Linked DNA regions of Sus scrofa: region 1 is linked to region 2. Evidence: chromatin contacts called from public HiChIP or PLAC-seq data. All regions are on one chromosome and are shown on one strand. The core of a region is the stretch at or near the end of the contact, and the rest is flanking DNA. Distances in the headings are between cores, read along the strand shown.

Region 1 (5,855 bases), core at 1,795-4,294, 270 kb after region 2:
TGGGCCGTTTGTTGGGCTGAGTTCTGTCTTTACATGGCTGAAGGCACACAGGCAACTGTGCTATTTTCCAAACCCTTTCGTCTTTTTCCTCATCTCTGGGCTTGAGCCCCTGCCCCTGCTCTCTGACCTTAGGACCCTGGAAGATTGGCAGCCTGATCCCTTTTTTAGTACTGACGCCAATGACAGTTTGCACTTAGCTGCTTGATTTTCTCCGTCTGGGGTCGGTTGGAGCCCATACCTCCGTGTTTCTCTATGGAAGCTGCTTTGCTCTGAAGCTCACAGAGAATCAGGGCCCCTCACTCACGGCAGTCTATGTTCCTACTTTTGTATTCACATTTTTTCCCCCTTCGGATCTTTTTCTTAAATAGTGCACCCTCCCCCCAACTGCATGGACTTTAAGTCTCACATAGTTGTATTTACCCCTGCTTCCCAGAGTTTACCTCCTCTCTCCTAAGGATACCATAAACCAGCTGTGTTATGCTAGGAGACTTGCTGATGCTTTCTGAGTTCCAGACTCCCTAGCTGCACAGTGGAAGTGTTGGGGATCAGCAAGATCGTTTATATAAAATTCCGGCTCTTAGCAGGTGCACGCGATTGTTATTCCCCTAATTGTCATTCTGATAGCTTCTGTGTGTAGGCAGGTGTTTCCCAGACAGTTCTGATACAAAACATTCTGTCTTGTTTCTCCACACGACCCCAGGTGCTTATGAAACCATGGGTCCGGCTCTGGGACATGACCTGTATCAACTCCATTAAAACTGGTGGGTTCATGAATCTTTGATTTTTACCACCATTCGGACCCAGTTCACATGATCTGTCTGCTCCCACGTGCCCTGACTTAGGCTGCGGTGATTTAGGCTGGATTTGAAAATGACGTGGAGGGAATATTCAAAGAGAGGGAAGTGGTCTCTGCAAGTCTTGGGTCTGCCGAGTTGTGCTCTTACATGAGCTTCGGGAGAATTCTCTCTATTCCATTGTACTGGACTGAAGGAATCAATCACGTGTCTATGGCCAGGGGCCACCTTTCACTTTGCTTCCTTCTTCATCCCACTGATTTAATAATATCATTTTAATAAAGGGAATTCTGTTTCTCCTGGTTTTAGGATAATGTCTTGTGGTCTGTTAAAATCATGTATTATCACAGCAGATGTATTTACTAATTTTTCTAAATGCCTTGGGCTTTGGTTTGCTTGAGGCAGACAGTACATCCTGGTCATTCAGTGCACTGGCTTTGGAGCGAATCAGCATGCGTTTGATTCCTAGCAAATACCACTTACTAGCTGTATGATTTGGGGCCTTTTATATAACTTCTCTAAAATTTTATCTTTGACTAATGAGAGCAATGCTACTTAACTCACAACACAATTTTATTATTTATTTTCACAAAGACACTAGGAGGTAGGTACTGTTATCATCCTCATTTTATAGAGAAAGAAACTGGGTCACAGAGCAGTTAAGTGACTTGCTCAAAGTCACATGATTGGAGGGGGCAAAGCCAGACATATATCTGGATGGTTGGACTGTAAAGCTTGTACTCCAGAACACCAGATTAAAGAAAATAACCAAAATTGCCAAAGGGATGACTGAAAGGGAAGAGAAAACTCAATTTACAAAAATCAAGGGGATGCCAAAGAATAGGAAACGAAGCATAAGGAGAAAACATACGTGCCAGGCACTGTTGGGGTTTTTAATAGGTTGTTCAAACATCCTTACAACCCTGGAAAAGTAGTGATGACCTTTTAAAAAAGAGAACTGTAGTTCACATAGCTGATGCATGTTCATGTTGGAATTCAATCTAATTATAAATAATACAAGGATAATATACTCAGACACATATTATACGTCTTCTAGAGATGCAGCGTAGTGCTTGGTTCTATAGGTGCATTAGGAAAATACATTTCGCAGCCTGTGAGCTCAAGGATCTTCAACTCTAATGGGGATGATAGAGGTAGATGCCATAAAGAAGAGAGGCCTACATTCCTGGTGAAGATAACCACAGCATCATTTGGGTGGCTAGGATGGAAAGGGCCTAGAACGGAAATGGAAAATGCTGTCATAGAACGTGAACTTCATCTGGCCCGAGGGGCAGAAGCCTGGCCCGTTGTAGACAGTCGATGTTTGTTGAATGCCCAAGCGATAATAGTTAAGCAGAAAGACATCATGTTCCTTTTCTGTTACCTTTCCTCCTCAGCCAGGACCTATTAGAACAGAAGGGCTTGACTTTCCCCATCACCCCTAGAGAAGGGCCAGGGTGCAAAGATGAGAGAAGGGGGAGAACCAAGCTTAGTGCCTCTCAGATCAATACCAGGTCAGAGACACCTTCTGTATCTCCGTGCCCACAAAGGTGACTGGAGCCTGGTAGGGCCCAGTGAAGAAATGTGCTACATAAAAGAATAAATGAATGAGAGGAAAAAAAAAAAAAAAAAAAGACGGATTATTTCAGGGAAGACTTACAGAAATCTGAGGGCAGAGAAAAAAACACCACAACCAGGATCCATACAAACACGTCATCCTTCTTCGAGGCCTTTCCCTTCTCCTCGCATGTAATTATTTCCCTTGCTGTGCCCCTGCAGTTCCCCCTACAAAGACTTAAGCCTCCTACGACGCTCTGCTGACATTATTTGCTTACATCTCTGACTCTACTAAGAAGAAAGGAGTTATTTAGGGGAAGGACGGTATTGTGTTCATCTTAATATCTCCAGTGCCTAAAATATCATCTGGTGCATAGCAGACAACATGATGTATAGTAGGTTCTGAGCAAATAGTACCTATTAATTATTATTGTTTGGTTCATAAACATCACCAAAGAGAGAACCTTGCTTTCCTGTAACTAATGTCTTCTCAACTCTTCTCTTTCTGGCTAACTTGTCTTTGTTGTCTGGCGTACAGCTTAGATCTTTCTACCTCTTGTATTACCTACTTTCTTTAATTCACTAGGTTTTATTTTGATTCCATTCTCCATAAAGGTGTGTATTGCCCCCTTGTGTCTCCGTTAGTGAAGCTGCCCACTCACCCCTTTTGGCATTTCTGCCCCCTCCTGCGGGGCTCTGCTGCCCTCTAGGGGGCCTTGTTCATCACACACGTCTCAGGAATCTGCACTTGTCAGCACAGTCCTTGGTTGGGATGGCTGTGCTCAAGGCAGGACTGACAAGCTCCGAAGCTCCTTTGGCTGCTCCTGCAGTTCGCGGTTTATGAACATGTGGCTAGACAGCATAATGGGTTTAGGAGGCTGCCAGGAACTGAGACCCATCACAAACGGAGGTTTGGAGGAGGCTGCCATGGGTCTCAGTACTCTCAGTACCAACAGGATTCTCAGTTGTGGGTATCCCGCCTGCACTTTGGCAATTTGTATACTGTGTCAAAGTTTGTTCTGTGGATCAGGATCCAGTTAGTGAGAGTGTTCTACCTGATGAATGAACAATGATTTCCATCTTTGCTTGGGCCTCTGGGATACAAAGAACTTCCTCAAAAAGCTGGGACCTCAGTGGGTTTTTGTTCAAGCCCAAACCCACCTCTAGTTACCACATCCAATGGTGATGACTCTTAACTCTATCCAGTTTGACTTCTCTATTGCTCACTCATTCACATGTGGATCATTCTTCTTGCTGTTGTGTTATCCCTTGTGTCTGGGGATGTACTTAATACTAATATTCAGGAATTCTTTGTCTGTTCATCAGACTTTCCCTTATCTAGTCCAAGAGAGCTTCCCTTTCTTCTCCCAAAGTGTACCTCAAACTCTAAACCCTTTTGATCTTCAGACCAGTTTTTCTCCATCAGTTTCTTAGATATGTTCCCTTAGGTGTCTCCTAGAATTCAAATTTAACAATTCCTAAACCAAGCTTATTTTTTCATCAGGCTCTCTCCCCTTTACCTCCCCATCCTTGGTCCCCAATTTTTGCTCATTTAGCCGTGTTATTATCAAAATGTGAATGGCTCTCCCAACCCTTCTGTTTTAATGTCCATCCTGGATTTCTTCTCTGAGCTCAATTGACAGGCATCATATTAACATCTCCAGAACTTCGAACCTCTCCTCCCCAAGTCTGAATCACACAGGTCCCAATCCTCCCATTTATGCAGGTTGAAAATCTAAGACTCATCTTTTAAGTTTTTTTTTTTCTTTCCTTCACATACAACATAACAATGATGAAAATCCTATCATTATACTTTGTACTTGAAACCATCATAGTCTCTCACCTAGTCTGTCAGAATGGATTTCTAGCTGATTTCTTCCTTCTTTCCACTCTACTTTCTATTGTATCTATGGAAACCAGAGGGATTTCTTTAACATATTAACCTCATCGTGTAACTGCTCAAACCTGCCAAAGCTTCCCATCACATTCAGGAGAAAATACAAAATCTGTACCTCACCTAATCTGATCTCCAAGTGCCAGGCTACATTCTTCTCTTACCATTCTCTCAACCACAGTGGACCTTGCTTGTCCCCTAAAATAACCATCTAGCTCCTGTCTCACATTTTTTTCACTTGCTATTCCCTCTGCCTGGAACACTTACCCTCCACTTCCCTGGTCTTTGTGTATTTTATTTTCTCACTTCATTTTGCTCTCTGTTCAGCTTATTCAGCGAGGCTGTTCATGGCACCATATCTAAAAATGTCCAAAATCATTCCCTATCCAGCTCACTCTAGTTCTTTCCCTTTTTTCTTGCTTTTAATAATCATTATTCCATATAATTAATGGTATTATATGATGTATTTTTTTTTTTTTTTACTTTTTATTGTTATTCTCTCCAACTGCAATTGAAGTTCTAGGGAGGGTTGAGATTTTGTTTTCGTCACCACTTTATCATCAGAGAGAGAACAATTCATGGTACATAGCACATTCTCAGTGAATAATTGTCTAGATGAATGGTGAAGTCAATAATAATAGGCTGTGTATATTTAGAACTTCTGTGGGGTAGATGGTGAGTAATGACTTTATAAATGGCATGAGCTGGACCAGGTAAGATGAGTGAGGATGAATTAATTTCATGGTCAGTAAGTAATTCTGTAGAAGCAGCCATGTTGGGGACCATGTGTGAGGTAGCTTGATTTATGCAGAAGATTAAAGCTCAGGAGGAGCATGAAATAAGGTTGAAAAGGTAAGAAAGGTAACCTGAAGACATTCTGAAGAGCCTTGAATTGTTAGTAGCATAGTTTTGATGTGGGAAGTGAGGAGGCACTGACTGTTTTTGAGGTGGTTAAATGGACTGAGTTTATCACTATTATAGTAATTCAGATGTACAGAGATAAAATAATTGATTTGTATAGCAGTTGTAAAAATAAAAATGAGGATAGGAGTTCCTGTCGTGGCGCAGTGGTTAACGAATCCAACTAGGAACCATGAGGTTGCGGGTTCGGTCCCTGCCCTTGCTCAGTGGGTTAACGATCCGGCGTTGCCGTGAGCTGTGGTGTAGGTTGCAGATGTGGCTCGGATCCCGCGTTGCTGTGGCTCTGGCGTAGGCTGGTGGCTACAGCTCCAATTGGACTCCTAGCCTGGGAACCTCCATATGCCACGGGAGCGGCCCAAGAAATAGCAAAAAAAAAAAAAAAAAAAAAAAGACAAAAAAAAAAAATGAGGATAAAACTGTTTGAAAAACATTTCAAATAGCATGTGGTGTCTCAGTAGCATCTACTATCTGGCTAAGTGTGTTTGAGGACAAGGACAAATTAAGCATGGCTAACTTTTGATGGCAGGAAGTGGCACTTGTTACATTTAACAGAAACGTGAAAAAGAAACCATTGCCAAATAATTATATATATACATAAAAGAGTGAGTTTGGGATGTGTCAAGGCTGAGATGATGCCAGGTTTAAAGATGAAACTATCCATTTGTCATTTGGATTCTCACAACTAGAGC
Region 2 (6,141 bases), core at 717-3,216:
AATATATTAAAGAAGATTCTACTTCTAGTATGCTAAGAGTTTATAAGATGAATAGATATTGAGAGGTATCAATGCTTTCTCTGCAACTATTGAGATAATCATATGATTTTCTCCTTTATTTTCTAAATATGGTGAATTATATGATTTTCAAATATTGAAACAACCATCTTACTTGATGCCGTTATCAGCTAATATAATGAGGATTTTTGCAACTACGTTTATGAGAGATATTAACTTGTAATATTTCTTTCTTATAATGTCTGTATCAGGTTTTGTTATCAAGATTACACTGGCTAGTAAAATTGGAAGTGTTCCCTCTTTTTCTGTCCTCTAAAAGTTTAGCAGAGTTAGTGTTATTTTTTCCTTAAATGTTTGTAATAAGTTACCACTAAATTTATCTGTGCCTAGAGTTTCCTTTGTGGGAAGCTTTTTATTTTCAGATACTTTTTTTTTTTTTTTTTACTGGATATGGGACTATTCAATTTTTATAGTGCATCATGAGTATGTTACAATAAATTGTGTTTTAAAGTAACATTAATTTTATCAAAATTTCACTATTTATTAGCAAATGTCTTTCATTATTTCTATCATTTTAATTTCTCTCATATCTAATAATAATGTCCTCACTTTCATTCCTGATATTACTTGTGCTCATGTTTAATCTTCCTAACAATTGATGTAGTGAGTATTATTATTTTCTCACATCTTGCAAAGGAGTAACAAAACTCCAAGAGCTAAAATGTTGCTCAAGTTTACTTAGCTAGAAAGCACAGAGCTAGGACTCAAAGCAAGTTCTGTAGCCTCAAAAGCCCATATTCTTTACAAACAAGTCATACTTGCTTCATGGTACATTGTAGTCATGGCTGTGCTGACTTTTTAGTGCTTTCAGGGAAGAAAAATGAATACTGGGGCTAAGCTTTTGTCTGAGAAAATAACAGGAACAGGAAAAAGATAAATGGACTTTCCTCACTCTCTAAACACTCAGACACATTTGACATTGGTACTGTGAATCATTTTCCACTTAACGAGTGGCGTTATATGCTCTTCAGTTTCTCTGAAGAGCTCCTCCCCATCCTATTAGAAAATGCTGAATTATCTTTTAAGTACCAGCTTCTATTCTGTGAAGAATTCCTGCTATTCTGTTCTTCTACAGTATTCTGTGTCTTCGATTCCACGGATTCCTTGACTCTCCCAACAAAATAGATATCTCTGTTGTATTACCACTGAAGTTATTGAAGAAAGTTCTATCATAGCTCATATATTTACAGATAATATTCTCAACATGCCTATAAACATCTGCCTCACCTACTAAATTATCAGTCTCTTGAGGATAATGGGAACTACGTCTCCTGCATCCACTCTGTGTCCTGTGTTCAGCTTAATCACGAAGCAGGTACACAGTGAAACATCTTCATTATTTTATAGGACTAATTATTTTTACATGCTTTTCCCCATCTCCCCTAAGAACTTATCCCTCAAGGAATCTACCACAGTAGAATTTTGCTTGGCATGTACTAACCGTGTTCTCTACATATGGAATTTCTCAAAAGTCAGAATAGTTTAAACTACTTAGCTTATTTGAGGCTCCAGCTCTAATTATTTTAAGTGACAATATCTATACATGGCTACAAAACCTGAAGTACATTTTAAATGTTTACATTTAATTAATTCATGCTTAAAACATACACATTCACAGACTCAATAGCTATCTGTATTATTTCAGAGATAGTACCCAAGTCTGAATTTGATCTAAATTTAAGGTTTTACTAAATATGACACTCAAAACAAGTATTTTTCCTGGTCCCCTTCTTTTTGCCACTCCTCTCTATTCTCCCTTGTTCTACAGTTTATGAACGTACTAGGTCATGAGCAAACCAAAACTATCTGAGGCGCCTCACTCAAGGCCTAAGAAACCCAGGGAGAATTTAGAGCTGCAGTATGGGACAGAGCCACTAGGTGGAGCTCCATAAAATCTATGGTCATCTCCTGCCCATGAATCACTTTAGACCATGGGATGCTGATGCTGGAAAGGACCTGGAAAGCAAGGAACTAATCCCTTCAGTTTCACAGAGGGGAAATCTGGGGGCCCATCAGGGAAAGAACTAACCCAGGTCACACACTGAATTAGTAAAGCCAAGCAGGACCCTGTGGAGCTATTCCAGGTACAAAAGATTTTCTGTGCTCCCTGTCTCCTGTTTGTAGAAAAGCTGTAGTCTCCTAGGCCTCCTCTGAGTCACCAAAGATCAGGCTCAAGCAGTTAAAGATTAGTACAGCAGAAGTACAGCTGCTGAGTCACAGAATCTTTAGTTCCTCCCTGAAAGACATAGATAACAGTGTCCAGTGCACTTTCCTGAGTTGTTTTGCAGATACTATAATAACCACCATCAGAGGGAAAAAGCTAACTATATGATAACCAGACGGTAGCCAGGACATAAGCTGCTGAATCTTGAGCAGTGCTGACTCTATGGCTTGCACAATTCCAGGAACCGGCCTCAAGGAAATGGGAATAAACAGACCCTGAAGTTGCAGATTAGCTATGTTTAAAACAATCTTAAGATAACACTGACCAGAGCACGACATGACTAGTTCCAAGATGACTGTCAGATTTCTGACTGTTCTATTCTGAACATCGCGTCTGTCTGCGCACCCCTGAAACCTTCCACTTTTCCCCTGTAACTCCCTTTTCCCTCTAACTGGCAAGGGGAAAATGGTTTGGGGAATGATAGTCCACTATCTCCCCAGGTTGCCAGCTTCCCAATTAAAGCATCTTTCTTTTCCCACCAACCCTTGTTTCTCAAATATTGACTTCTGAGCCATGAGTAGCTGAACTTGAGCTCGGTTCTGGCTCCAGCTGGTAACATTAGTAGTAAACACAAAATCAGCGCCCAGAGTCTGCATGGCTGCACCTTTGCATTTTCTGCAGTAATTATTTTGCCACTAGAGTTGTGAATGGAAAAGGTGTACAGCTTAAATAAAAACAGGATACATGACTAATCAATCTCCTCATGGTGAAGCAAAACAGTATTGGCATAACATTAATTAACTTGTGTTCTGGAGTCACATACTGTTAGCCAAAGAAAGTGAGCTTCATGGCCAGTGCCTGCAACAGTGTGCATTTGAATGAAGGTATCTCAGCTTCTTTCTACTGGATAATCAAAGAAGCCTTATATCACTGTTCTGCTTCATTTATAGAAAGGAGTTTGGGCAGAAGGAGTGGAAAGGACTAGTTTTTCCACTGACAAACTCTGTGGTATCAAAAGAAAGTTTCCTGCCCATTGTTTCCATGGGAGAAATGGTGGAGTCTGCTTTGCCTAATGAGCAGAGGCAGAACAAGGAGTTATGGGGATTTGGAATAAGGTAATTATAGGACAAAACTGATCATGACAGGTTATCATTGGTAACTTCCATGCGCCTTCGGTCCTATCAGGTCCCCTTTCCCACAGTTGTCCTCATTCTACCACATCTCTGTCTCAGAAGGGAATGTGACAAATAAACCAGTTAGATCTCAGAGTGCTCTAAGAACCAGAAACACAACGGATACAGATGATTGTGGTATTAGGGAAAATATGATTCAAATGTCTAGCAAAATCTCTGGCATATACACAGCAGTGTTTTTTAAAAAAATGCCTTCAGAGTTCTCACTGTGGCATATTGGGTTAAGAATCCAAATGCAGCGGCTCAGGTTACTGCGGAGGCACAGGTTAGATCCCTGGCCTGGCACAGTAACTTAAAGGACCCAGCACTGCTGCAGCTGCGTTCTGTGGCTTGGATTCAATCCCTGGAAACTTCATAAGCCGCGGGTGCAGCTTTAAAAAAAAAAAAAAAAAAAAAAAAAGAAAGAAAGAAAAGAAAAGAAAAAAAAAAGCTGCTATTTTTGTGTCATTTCATTCTTCTCAGATATGTTTATATTTAAAGAAAAACTAAAGTGAGAATATTTCTTTATCTCCATAAAGGGAGAGATCTGGTCCTCTGACAAGAGAGTTTTTGGGTCAGTTAAATATTTACACATAATGTGTAATAGCTACTCTAATTAGAGGTGTTCCATTCATAAGGATTAATTAGGCTTCTGGTATCTTCATTTTTTAAATTTGTAAATTGAAAGTACAAAGTAAAGTGGCTTAAAAAAAAAGAAACTTCCTTAACATTTACAGAGAGGATAATGTGCAAAGCAGGTTGGTGCTCTCATACTTTGATAGAGTCATTCCATGTTGCTGAAAGCATTTGAGAAACATTTTTGTAATCTAGTTAAATTAAAATGGAGACAATAATAAAGCACTTACTTATTCCAGGTGTTGTTTCAGTTGCTATATATACAAGGATTATTTTGCTCATTTATTACAACCAAATTTGTGAGTTAGGGAGAATTACCCCTAACTCACTCAGAAGAAAATGTCAAGATAATAACAAAAATAAATGGTGTCACAGGTAAATGTCACAGTTGGATTTTGGTATTTGGTCTGTTTGGCTCCAAAACCTGTGCTCCAAACTACTACATACTTAGGTTCATTATTTGCTTCCTTGGACCCTAGGCTAAGAAAATTAACAATGGAAAAAGCGACTTGCGCAAAAGCTTTATTTATAATAGTGAAAGTTAAAAGCCAAATAAAGTTTATATAATGGAGAACAATATATAGAGTAAATTATGAAGGGATATATATATAGATTATACATATCCCTTCATAATATATATACACATGTATCTGTATATCCCTTCATAATTTATATCCTATATCCATCTCTCTATATATATTTATATCCATCTTATATATCCACCTTACATCCTTATAGGTAAAAACGTGAAACATGCTTATGGTATAATAACTTTTAAGGAGTTCCCGTCGTGGCGCAGTGGTTAACGAATCTGACTAGGAACCATGAGGTTGCGGGTTCGATCCCTGCCCTTGCTCAGTGGGTTAACAATCCGGCGTTGCCGTGAGCTGTGGTGTAGGTCACAGATGCGGCTCGGATCCAGCGTTGCTGTGGCTCTGGCGTAGGCCGGCAGCTGTAGTTTTGGTTCGACCCCTAGCCTGGGAACCTCCATATGCCGCGGGAGCGGCCCAAAGAAATAGCAAAAAGACAAAAAAAAAATAATAACTTTTTAAAAATATAATATAGGAGTTATTGTCGTGGCCCAGAGGAAATGAATCCAACTAGGAACCATGCGGTTGTGGGTTCTATCCCTGGCCTCGCTCAGTGGGTTAAGTATCCGGTGTTGCCTTGAGCTGTGGTGTAGGTCGCAGACGCGGCTCGGATCCTGCATTGCTGTGGCTCTGGTGTGGGCTGGCAGCTACAGCTCCAATTAGACCCCTAGCCTGGGAACCTCCATATGCTGTGGGTGTGGCCCTAAAAAGACAATATGGCTGATCACAATTTGTGCAGAATAAACTTGTCTGATAGGTGTCCCTTTGACATCACAGTCCAAATTTCTGCCTCTTGGCATACCAAATCTCCCCATTTTTACACTGGGGACACATGAAGAGACAAGAAGCCTGCTCCAGCCTGCACATAAGAACTTAACACTTCCTTAAACTTTGTAACTGATCATTCTGTTATGGCAGCTACCCAGCAGCCCTGAGCTGCAGCGTATCAGCTCTGGCGACAGCCCTGTGGCTGTAGCGTACTAGCTCCAGCAGCTCTGTGGCTGCAGTGGATCAGCTCTTTTACCCAGTGAGAAACCAAGAGAGCACTCAGAGAGGTGGAGAACTCAGATTTATTAGGTGAGAAACCAAGAGAGCACTCAGAGAGGTGGAGAACTCAGATTTATTACGCTGGCGGGGTCAGAGGAGATAGCTCCCTGGAGTCTGAGCTCGGAAGAAGGATTCCACAAGGCTTTTATGAGCTACGTCTTCCGGGTCCAAGCTTGGCTAGTTGGACCGGAGTGACGTCAGGCAAGGTAGTAGATGCAGAAACAAATTTACAGAAGCAGATGCGTGGGGGAGGGGTGGTTGGAGCAGTTGGCTAGACTTTGCTTAGTCATCATGGCCGGGGTCTCTCCTTTCTACACTTTTATTGGGACATTTTCTCCTACAATTCCTTCTCTTTTTCTTCACTGCCCAAGATCCTAGTCCTTAAACATCCATCTCACATTTTAACCAGGGACACAGATTTGAGAGTTTTACCTCCTGTCTCTTTGGTCAGCTG

The links. HiChIP or PLAC-seq counts read pairs in DNA pulled down with a chosen protein or histone mark.
Region 1: an H3K27ac HiChIP or PLAC-seq map of alveolar macrophages shows a contact between it and region 2. The contact joins two enhancer-like sites. A contact is called at or near these places in 1 of 5 promoter capture datasets (liver), 22 of 47 Hi-C or Micro-C datasets (alveolar macrophages, brain, embryonic fibroblasts and 12 more) and 2 of 2 datasets of contacts at active chromatin or transcription factors (alveolar macrophages and skeletal muscle).

Annotation. Positions count from the first base shown.
Region 1 is chr9:21,946,542-21,952,396 of Sscrofa11.1, forward strand. The region is part of intron 8 of GRM5 (metabotropic glutamate receptor 5); the gene reads right to left. The region is part of intron 3 of LOC106504843 (a long non-coding RNA gene); the gene reads left to right. Among named protein-coding and RNA genes, the nearest start is that of CTSC, 190 kb to the left of the region's middle. Within about 2 kb of position 3,045, at least 7 of the 83 cell types and tissues checked have an H3K27ac peak or open chromatin away from gene starts, as enhancers often do. A contact at or near this core is called in alveolar macrophages, where this site is marked.
Region 2 is chr9:21,682,280-21,688,420 of Sscrofa11.1, forward strand. No RefSeq gene overlaps it. Among named protein-coding and RNA genes, the nearest start is that of RAB38, 45 kb to the left of the region's middle. Within about 2 kb of position 1,967, at least 20 of the 83 cell types and tissues checked have an H3K27ac peak or open chromatin away from gene starts, as enhancers often do. A contact at or near this core is called in alveolar macrophages, where this site is marked.